Regions from separate parts of the Drosophila melanogaster genome. Here region 2 is linked to region 1. Evidence: chromatin contacts called from public Hi-C data. All regions are on one chromosome and are shown on one strand. The core of a region is the stretch at or near the end of the contact, and the rest is flanking DNA. Distances in the headings are between cores, read along the strand shown. Region 1 holds the start of slam (slow as molasses). Region 2 holds the start of DIP-epsilon (Dpr-interacting protein epsilon).

Evidence for each region. A called contact is a pair of places that touch in the nucleus more often than the background predicts.
Region 2: a Hi-C map of the Kc167 cell line shows a contact between it and region 1, with 2.7 times the contacts expected there. A contact is called at or near these places in 69 of 107 Hi-C or Micro-C datasets (the Clone 8 cell line, the D17-c3 cell line, the Kc167 cell line and 21 more) and 4 of 7 datasets of targeted methods (the Kc167 cell line and the S2 cell line).

Annotation. Positions count from the first base shown.
Region 1 is chr2L:6,369,291-6,375,124 of dm6, reverse strand. It overlaps slam (slow as molasses), which reads right to left and starts at 2,737. Exons shown (of 3, transcript NM_135176.3): 1 at 2,544-2,737; 2 at 1-1,829. The coding sequence starts at 1,548. Nepl4 (Neprilysin-like 4) reads right to left here. Exons shown (of 1, transcript NM_135175.3): 1 at 4,935-5,834. The coding sequence ends at 5,026.
Region 2 is chr2L:6,409,011-6,414,230 of dm6, reverse strand. It overlaps DIP-epsilon (Dpr-interacting protein epsilon), which reads left to right and starts at 2,905. Exons shown (of 10, transcript NM_001144327.2): 1 at 2,905-3,404. CG13982 reads right to left here and starts at 1,916. Exons shown (of 3, transcript NM_135181.3): 1 at 1,373-1,916; 2 at 865-1,050; 3 at 1-808. The coding sequence starts at 1,527. The coding sequence ends at 160.

The DNA.
Region 1 (5,834 bases), core at 1,488-3,987:
CTCGACTTGTGTCTCCTTCTTGGACTCGTTATCTAGCTCTAATTTTGCGATGGCCTCCTCCAGAAGCCGCTCGACGGCGGACTTTTGGCTCACATCCTCCAGAGTAGCGGTGCTCGGCTCAAGTAGCGGTTGCTCCAGAAGATTACCCTCCTCGGTGGCTATCTCAATGGTCTGCTGACCGTCAGACACACTCGTAATGTCGAACTGGACACCGTTCTCCGAGCTGAGCCAGCTGTAGAACAGGGTTTCGAGGTGTTCGTTCTGAAAAAACATTTGGCTATCCGCACCGGTGCGCTCCTGTCGAGTGCGTCGGATTTTCTTTGGTGGCGCATAGGCCTCCGTTGGCATCATGGTGCGAATCGCGGCGAGGTTTCGCTTCTGGGATGGCTCTCGGGCATGTTCATCGCTCTGACGATCCAGGCATCGGCGGGGTCGTGGCTGTGGAGCTCTGCGCTCTGGACTTGGCTTGAGGATCACAGTCAGGGTGCTCACATGCAGCTGGGAGGTGCATGTCTCCGTTTTGCTCTCAGTCGTCTTGGGGGGAGAGACACCACCTGGTCGCGGTGGCGATCCCGGCTCCAGGATACATTTCGCTTCCAACTCCTGGGCGAGATGCTTAACACTGGCTTGTCGTTCAGCCACCACCTCCCCTCGTGCCACCTGTTTGTTTACCTTCTCCTTGAGATCTGCGGCATGTGCAGTGAACTTGGGGTGCTTGGCTGCCATGTCACCGATGAACTTGTTGAACAGCAGGGCTTTGTCCTTCACGCTCAACTCGCGGAAAACTTCCTCGGCCACCAGGCAGGGTCCTTGAACTGGGGACTCTAATGGCGACACCAGGCGGTTCTGTGCCTTAACCTCCGGCGACATCTCATTTTGCAGCTGAACATACTGTGGTTCCTCTGTACGTCGCATCACCTGGCTGATCTTGGAGTTAAACAGCTGGGCCATCTCCTTGACCTTCATGGGCAGCGACGCGGATACCTTTCTGGAAGCCTGATATGCAGAGCGTGGCGTCTCCATCTCCGGCAGCTGTTCGTATTTCTGCTTGAGCTCGCTGATCTTTAGGTGGCCACTACCCACTTTTGGCTTGGGCGGCGTGACCGGATCCGACTGGAGGGCCAACTTGGCAATTGTGCTGGCCACTTTACCCGTGTTACCCGCTGCCTTGGTGGTACCCAGTGTCTTTGTTGGCGTCACAGGTACCTCTTCGTCGAAGTACTTCATCAGATTCTCGATGCTGGACAAGTCCAGGTCGGTAACCTGCACTCGGCGCGGTGATGCAAACGAGTTTTGGTACTCCAGGGCGGTCAGGAAGCGATCATCATCCAGCGAGGAAATCTCGAAGAGTTCCTCCCTGGTCATCGTAGCTCGGAGCAGGCCACAGGCGGTGCTGGCATCTCCGTGGCGGCTGGAGCGACGACGTTCCTCGATCTCCGCGTTCAGCTGCAGTAGCTCGCTGAGATCATCACTGTTCATGGCTGCCGTGTCCACTACCATCTGGTTGTGCTTGGACTGGTTGTTCGGCGTGGAATTGCTTAGGACCATTTTGGTATTAGTTTGCTGTCTTGTTGTTGACGTTAGACGTTTCAGTTTGTAACTGTGGCTTTCTGGCATTTTGCTAATAGCTTATATACAATGATCAGGTAAAATATGGATTGGGTGCAGATTTTATTGCCCACCCACTGCCTCAGATTTTCCTTAATCCAACTAGCAGCGATCAGGTAAGATTAACAGCCGCAGCTGTCGGATCGATGGATTTTCCTCGCGCTAACCGATATTTAATTATTTTCGCGAACCTTTCCGCTATAAATATATATCCAGGTGACCTGAAACAAAGAAAACAGGTAGGTAATATTAGGGCTGTGCAATAGATGTAAAATGTAAGGTTCTGGAAAGAAGGGATAACCGAGGATTCACTCGAAAGACAGCTGACGGAAAGTCCTTAAAATTTAAATTCCAATTATTGCAGTAACTCAGCGAAATCAACTCCCAGCATCATCATTATACTGCAACCGAACGAATTTTCCGAGAAAAATGCGAATGTTAACAAGACCCAGGCGAATTGCAGCCACAATAAAAATCACACACTGAAAATTCTTCATCTGACTATTGCTGAAATTTGGAGCGAAAACGAACCGAATTCAGGACCCCAGGGATAAGCAGAACTTTGCTTGCAGTTTGCCACAAAGTGACTTTCACACCGACAGAGCCATAAAATGAAATCAGGGGCTGAGATTTGCGGATGCTCAGGTGGCAGAGCTGGAGCTGATGAGTTACAGAGCTACAATGATAAGTTCCATAATGGGATACATCTTTTAACTGCCTGATATTTAACGATTTTATCTTTAATTTTTGGTTTTAATGCGCTTTTTTACTTTTAGCAAAACGGAGTGCCTATTTTTTTATCACAAAGCTGAAGTTGTTTACATGGGAAGGGTATACTTTCCAAATATTCCAAATTTTCAAGACAAAAGCGTTCTCTAACCCTTTTTTGGGCTTTCTAAAACAGGCCGGCTATTTATATAAATTAGTTAACTTACTTTGTTAAGGATTTCCTTGTTGAACTATGATCTACTTTAGGCAACACAGTATTTAACACGCACAACTTCATAAACAAATTACAAATTAATTTTGTAAACAAAAGACCGCGAAAAAGCGTGGTTATTTGCGCCAAATAACATAGTACATTTACATCGATCTAAGGGCTCATTTGCCGGCTTTACGGAATATCACAGCTGATAATAAAGCCAATCACCACGAATTAAGAATCAGCTGATTGAATCAGCATCAAAGCTCAGTGCTTTTTAAACCGTAAACTAATCTAGACTTTAAATATCATCATGGGCTCAAGAAAATGATTAGAATGTCAATAACTTATATTCTAGGCAGACCAGTGAAGATATGAGAATTCGATGGCTATTAACGGCCAAAACGGCTTACAACTCAATGATACGATAAATTCAAACGGATTGCTCCCGTGGCCTGAATTCTATCAGACGTGCCTTTATTGGTATCTGAATATATTGCTATTTAAGCCAAAAGAGGCACACCAAAATCATTCAGATGGACAGTAGTTGGTCAGTTGGCAAATACCCCAAATGACAAACAAAGCAATCCCCGAAATACCATTCGACGGTGAAAAACATTTACAAACATTGTGGTCGCCAACAGCAGCGGCAAAAATTTAGTGGGTGCTTTATGATAAACTCATGTGGCTGGCGTTCCATATCCAACTGGAATGGACGGGGACGCAGTGGTTCCACTTGCTAAGTAGCCACCGCTTCTGTCGGCGACACCGGAACGCGAATATTTGGTTTCAGATTTTGGGCACTCAATGCAGGGCCATGCAATTTTGAAAATCTGAGCGGCGGCATGTACCCCGCTTTATCAGTGCGGGTTAATTAGACACTACCAGTTCTGTAATGTTGGCAATTATTTCATTGCCGCAAAATCCGTTTACTCGCATAACATGCCCACAATCGGTCTGAATGACGATGCGCGACTTGTAATTTCATCAGCCCTATCAGTCCGTCCGTCCGTCTGTCAGTCTGTCTGTCTGTCTGTCTTCCAGTGCGCCACCTTCGCTGGCAAATCAATCAATTCCGCACAGACCCACATACATACATACATACTTACTCCGCCGAGCGAGCGCACGTGACATGGAACCCCGAGTGGCGGGCAAGACCGCCGGAATCCGGGGGTCAAGGAACGAACCTCAGCCGAGCCGAGTGGAGCACCGCCGTGGCGATCAGAAGCAGCGAGTTTGTTGCTGGCTTCCGACTAACACCACACCATTCGCAATTCGCTGCTCCGATTGCGTCACTCGGCTTTCCGCGTTCCGCTGGCCAAGCGGTTTATTTTAAAACTAATTATAAGCCAGCCCAAATATAATGCACAGCCGCTTTGAATTACATGAATGAATGAAATTCAGCACTGATAAGCCGTTCGACGGAAAGAGGAACTGCTGGCCATATCGCAATAGCCCACACTCAGCATAATGTAGCCGCGTTGGATGAGCTCTGGAATTCAGACTGCTAAAGATGTGTTTATCCTTTACATTTTGCTGACTCACAAGAAACTAGAAAATAATCTGAAACATACCAAATTGGAACCGCAGAATATTGATTTAGATGACTGAGCCCCACACCCCATTTCACATGAGTAGCTCGAGTGTCTCGAGGCATACGTTCTTTATCGCAGAATCAATTCAAGTTTCCCGTTTCTAGTCCATTTGTGGGGCAAAGACAAACGTACGGTCGCCCATTCATCGGAAACAACCACGATTTGGGGCTGACCGCTGTTTGACACGCGGCTCACGCGCTATCATCCCGGCAGGTTGTTAATGGCCCATTAATGCGGTTGCCAGGCGAAACCGACCGCTTGCCACGCGCCTTCAAGACCCACGCGGCGTATGAGCGATTTGCGCGACGACCTTCAACAAGTTGCACAGTGCAACCACCGACTTGGGGCCGGGATTTGGAATCTAAGTCGGATTCTGGATGGTCGTCGCCCTCTGGGCTGCCGTCTGCTCCGCGCAGGATGGGTGTTAATTAGCAAATAAATAAAAGCACGCCGGGTAACACATACGCACCGTGGGCAAGCAAGGAAAAGCACACGTGAGCTCTTCGGCAGAGGAAATCGGCAAAAGTTCAAGGTGCACAAACAGAGTCGAAACATTTTGTACTTTTAAAAAGGTTCTCGCTCACACTGTTAAATATTTCGACTGAAGGAAGCATCCCATTTTCTTTATTTCCTCTGCGTAGGTGTGAGTACCTACCCCCCTATTTTTTCAGTGCCTGACAGCGAACATCCTGGAAGGGCATCTACTGCTCACCGATGTCTTGTCTATCACGTTGCACACGTAATTGAAAATTAACTCAGTCCGTGTCGGAAAATCCGCCCGACAGATGCGAACCGCATACGCAATTGCTAAGCATAGAAGTTTATTCACAATACTTGGGTTCCTAATTAAAGCTATACACCGACTAGCAGTGGGAGTCACCGACCGTCTCTGGGCATCCCTCACCAGAAGGGACACTGGTCCGCGCTGGTCATTCCGGAGCCAACATGGCACCGGAACACCTCTGCGAACTGCGGCACCTGGCCGAGGGCGTAGTTCAGCCGCTGGCTGCCGGAGTCATGGTACTGGTCGCCCTCGTCGCCGCAGAAGAAGTGGGCGAACTGGAGGAAGTACAGACGCCCGTTGCCCGACCGAGTGAGCCAGTCGCCACCGTAGGTTTGCATGGCCAGCCGGGATCCGCTGACGTCGGAGGTGCGCTCGTTTAGCATAACAGCGCTGCTGTTCAGGCATCCAACCGCTCCGTTGTAGAGCTCCACTTCGCCCAACTGGTCGCTAAAGTTACGCAGATTACCCTGCGCATCGTAGTCCACCAGATCGGTGTCGAAGGCGTGCATGATCTCGTGGCCCAGGGTGTTGGCCAGATCACCGTAGAGCAGCGCTGGCCAGAAGTTGGCATCGAAGAAGGGACGCTTTACGTAGGAGTACGGCACGAAGATGATGTTGCCCAGGCAGTAGAAGTACGGCGTGGCATCGATGTTGTCGGGAAACTCGGGCGTATGCATATTGAAGCTGTACCAGATGTCCCGCTCCTCCTGGTCCGAGCTGCTTTCCAAATCGGCGACGAGCGTGTAGTAGTAGAGCAGGCTGTTCAGGTGATTCTCGTAGAAGTCCCTGCCCACGCTCCACCGCCGGTCGCTGTCCCAATAGAATTGCTCCGTCACATTGGGCGGTAGGTTGCCCACATTGATGCGCATCTGGTGCACCTTTGCCTGCAGCGATTTCACCAGATCCTGACTTAGATTGAAGGCGT
Region 2 (5,220 bases), core at 1,656-4,155, 39 kb before region 1:
GATGGCCAGTATTCCTGGCCAATTAAAACGGAAACGGATTTCAATGTGTCTTTCAAAGACGTGCTCTTTACAGGAAACTACAACTGCTCATTAAGTCTGCTATGTACACCTCTTAACCTAATACTATGTGCATGATAGGTCGTCTTAAAGTGATTCCAATCAACTTACATGGGCCTCCAGCTGGGAGTCGCCAGCGAAGTGCGTTGCCCGGAACTGAAGGCCCTCGGTGAGCTCCTCGACCGCAGCTGATTCCATGCTGAGTCCATCGCCAGTCTCCTGCAGTACATGGTGCTTCAATTGCTCGATCTGATGCAGCAACTTGAGCGTTCTATCATCCAGATTGTCATCCTCCAGACGAAGCTGACGCTGCTGCTCTCGCTCCTCGTCCACGTCCCATTCCAGCGACTCTGGCGTGGATATGTGCGACCAGGAGTTTTGCGTAGACGAACAGCACGAGTTCCGCGTGAGCGAACCTCCGTGGCGCTGGCAACTCAGTCTGGCTTGGCGCGCCATGTGTCGTCCTTGGCTGGTGGCCATCGCATTGGCTGCCGCCAGCTGGTCTAAGGATGCGTAGCGCGGCTTTGGTGGCGTTGGTGGCAGCTCCTTGGGCACCTGCTGGCACTGGTACTGATACTGCCGCAGCTGTGAGTACTCGTGTTCCCACTCGAGATCCAAGGAGGAGCTGGCCCGCGAGTTGGCCATGCGCTGGTAGGCTCCAAGTCCCATCTCCGTCTCCCGACTGGGCGTGGTCTGGGCGTTGAGCAACTTGCCGGCGTCCAGGTTCTGCATTTGAATGTCCGCCATGGCGCTGCAAGGATTAAGTTGGTTTTATTTCTAGGAGGCACCTTAGGAGACTTAACATACGTGGTCGGCAGCTTGGCGTAGCTGGGCTGCTGCTCCCAGTACTTGTCCAGGAAGCTGGGACACTGCTGCCTTTTCTTGAGCCGCAGGATGCGGTAGATGAATCCGTTCCGTTGGCAGCGCTGCCTGGTGGTCCTCGATAAGAGATCTGCCTCTGGATCTTGTCTTCCTGCAGATCTGTTCTTTCGCCTAGAAGATGAAAGATACCACTTTTTATTAAAGATGTTTTTAATAATTATTATAAAGTAAAAGCTTTTGTTAACTCTTAAAGAATATCACATATAACTAGTATTTACTGTTTACGTATTTGGTTGCAGTAAGCACCCACTTGGGCGGGAAGCCCGCCTGTGGCACATTGTTTTGTGGCAACCAGCGGCCGTTGCATAGTTTTAGGCTGTTGACCCCCAACTAGCCAATTCCACCCCGTGCTTAGCCACTATTGATTGGTCAGCGGATTTGCGCGCGAACGAAAGTCAGCGGAGTTGAGCTTCAACTAATTGGCCCCACTCACCAGAGCCAGCTGTTGGCCACCCAGGACGTGGGGGGAGTTGTCAGTGAAGACGACGTCGAGGAAGTCGAGTGGGTGGTGGAGTCGGACGTTGAGGTGCAGGCGGAGTGGGCTGGTGCGGCGGCAGCTGTGGCACAGCTGCCAAGGCATGAACCCATGGAGAAGGGGCTGCTCCTGTCGCTGCTACAAGATCCTTGCTGGCTTCGATGCGGCTGCACTTGGCATTTCACGTCACTTTTTCGCCAGCCAGGCGCCACATTTCATTACGCTCGGGTCAAGGCTCCGCGGTGATGGCCCCTTCCCGTGGGCTTTCCGATTACCCTTTTGGACTCCGGAGCCCCTTTCAACGCAACTCCACACACTCCGCGGCACAGAGCGTAACTGTTTTTCATGCGCCGAGTGCGTCGACGTCAGTGAGTGACGGTGACGCCCCCACGCTTTCTTGGCTAAATGCTCCGTAAGCCTAGTGACGGAGTTTCTGTTTGGCCCTGCAGCAGTTGGGTGGTGGGTGGTGGCCACCTTTTGAGAGTCAGCTGTTTCGACTGAGTGTTGTGGCTTTCGCGTTTTGCGCTGTCAAGTGGCTAAAGTCAACAGGAGAGCAAAGCGTCTTGTGACAGGAGCTTTCGTCACTACTTAAAGCTTAGACGGACGCTCAAAGTTAATAAATTCACGGCACGGAGCGCTTTCGACTAGCAGTAGCTTTATCAGGGGTAATAACGGGAAATGTTAGGGTATTGCAGGACCGACATGATGAAGCTTTGCTTGGGGTGTAAAATGGGAAATGTTAAGGCTTGTAGGACCAAATTGTGTGAGCTTTGTTAGGGGTTATAAAGGGAAATGTAGAGCAAAGAAACCAAGTTCTTTTATAAATTTCTCTTTAATGAAGTTTGTATTGCAGCATCCTCTTCTTAAGATAGCGATGTTAACAGCAAGCTAAAGAAGTCTTGCCTTTTGAACTCTGACATTTATGGTCACAGAACTTGGAAATGCGTTTGCAGTCCCTAGCTGTAAATGTGTTAAAGTGCTAAGCTATTATTCCATTATGCCCGCTCAAAGACCAAGTAACAAATGTTCAATGATTAGCGAAGATGAAAAACATGTTTTCACTGTAAGACAGATGAGGGAGTTTTGAGGGATAACTCAAAAATGCTTACACAAGTGATACGCCCTGCTCTATTATGTTCAGAAAGAAATAATACGTTTCTTTATTTAGCTCACATATGCACATACTAATACTGGAAATTCTGCGACCTTTGGCTTTTCTCACATTTTTTCTCTCACATGATGAACATAAAATTTAACCCGCCGCATTAGCTGACGGAACGGATAGTGGAGTGGTGCATTAAAACACTCGGCGGATCGTTGGATTGATTGTTCGCTGTTTTCGGGGCTGTTAGTAGCAGAAAGTGCTGTTTGGCTCTGCAGCCAGGGCTATAAACATATGTAAGCTAACATAAATCACGGCCAACCGCAACATTTGTTTATCTTTTTAACATGCCGCAGCCGAAGTGAATCGCACGACGGGATGCTGCTGCCAGTGTGAAATCGGCTGTCGTTTCGTTCGGTTGTCGTTAGTCTGCGGTACCGCATCCGCATCAGTATTCGCAGTCGCAGTCGCAATCGCTTTTGAATCCCGAACCCGAATCGGTAACGGTATCAGAACCAGAATCGGTTTCGTTAGACGTGCGTGGACGTGGTCTTTCTTATTTGCACTGGCCAAATAGTTTAAAATAGTATTTTCGATTGGCATTAGTGGCGGCGAATGGTTGTTGTAAATCAACTGCTGTGAGTGCTTTTATTCGATATCCCATGCCATTTATGCACCTCCGCTGCCCACCGGAGGAGCTGCTGGCTTTGTGACGGCGTCTGTGTGTCTGCCGCGTGGTCCCCTAATTTAGTTATGTTGCAAAAACGGAGAACGGCAGAGGGAAACATGAAAATCCGTTGTTATGTTGTCTCGCTGCTCTATTTATAAATTGATTTGCTGATTCCTGCCGACATCTGACGCCCCATCCAGCAGCCAGACATTGCCACGGTGAGTTATTAGTTTCTGGAAGCAGGGCGACATCGGATGGAGGAGAACGAAGTTGCAGATGGGGCATCATTGAATAGTGAGTTCGCAGGATGGCCTGTTTAGGGAGCTGCATCTTTTACAAAGGATCCTTCCGAATTGGTTTACATCTGCTGGGAGAAGCTGTGCAGGCAATTGATTGCACTTTGAATGTTTCATTAGCCGGCTTTCAAAATAATGCGAATTGTATGCAAATCTAACTTCAAATTTAATTTTCTTTTTGTTTCATTTATGAAACTAAGTACTAAATGCGTAGCAAATTATTATTATTATTTACATGGCCAATGGCATCCTCGTAAAGACCAATATCTACTTGTTTAAATTAAACCATCCTCTGTCTTTATTTCCAACTTAAATTGTGCGTTTCCAGTTCCCGCGGCACAGTCTGACTCAGATATTTATATATCTTCCTGACGGCCGTCTACGTGGTGGCAATGTGCACCGAAGTGCAAAAGCCGGCTACTATATATGTAAACAAACGTGCAGAAATCTGCAATGATTGTCCGATCGAAAAGATTAATATACCGTGGAATGAAATCGTTTTAAGAGGTAATACGAATTTACGATGCGCTGTTTGCGGTTAGTGTGAAATTGAAGTTTTATGTTCACTTCAGTAATAAATAAACACAATCGTCATTAAAAAGTTAGCTCTAAAGATCGAATCCTTTGGGTGACACAAGCACTTGGTTGAATTCCCTGTGCTGTGGAAAAGAAAAGAAATAATAATTATAATTAAATAATTAATTTCATTTTGATTGATTGATTCGGTTCGGTGTGATTATAGTGCAGAAAGGAAGCACTCCTTTCTCATGCTATACGTACTTTTACCCGAAGAATACGATAGAAGATTTCTGCGCCACGGGCTTGTTGCTATTATTCGTTATTCATTTTTGCGTGTGAAAGGAAATGTAAATTGATTTATTATGCAAAAGCGAGTAAATGCTCCCTAGGAGACGGAAAGACAGAGCAGAAGTCAGACCGGCGGAGCATTCACCGCTGGCTCCTTTTCATCATGCGGCTACATCACTTCGAAGATGTGGGAAATATCCTTTCTGTCTGCGGGGCACAAACATTGCTGTTTACAATGATTTAAATGCATTACGAATTCACGGTCCATTTACATTTCGCGGTTAGTTCTATGGATGCAACAATCGTCGTCGCGTGAAAATACACCAGACAATACATTTTGGTGTACCAAACTATCACGTATTTATGTCATTCATACAATAATACATATATTTTTGACCATCAGTTGGTTGCTTATCAATCAGGTGAACTTTGGGTCATTAACGCTTAAATCTAAAAAACACATTTTATAAGAAACAAAATTGAATCTTATAAGATGTCAATGGTTCACTAAAATCTTCCTCAGCATAACGTTCAAAATCTTTGTTTAGATATCACAACCAAAATGAATGTTAAGTCGGCCGGCTTAGAAATCAATTAAGTTTGCAATTCGGTTTCAATAACCCTTACTTAATGGAAAATCCACAACAGCTGTCCCCAAGGAGGCATTCTAATTGAAATGCATTCATATTGCAATAGAATGAAGAAATTGACGAGACTGGAAGGACCTCCATGGGTTTACTTGACTGCCGTAGCCGGAGTGTAAAACAACAGCTGACAGAGCAAATTGCTTTTCGCTTATGACACGAGCAGGAATTAAAAACAAGGAAAAAATTCTTCTATGCATGCATGCAGCAAAACAACCACGAAAAGGAAGCTGATAATTCTGATGGTGACGATAACGTTGTCCCTGGCATTTGAACGGATTTGAGGT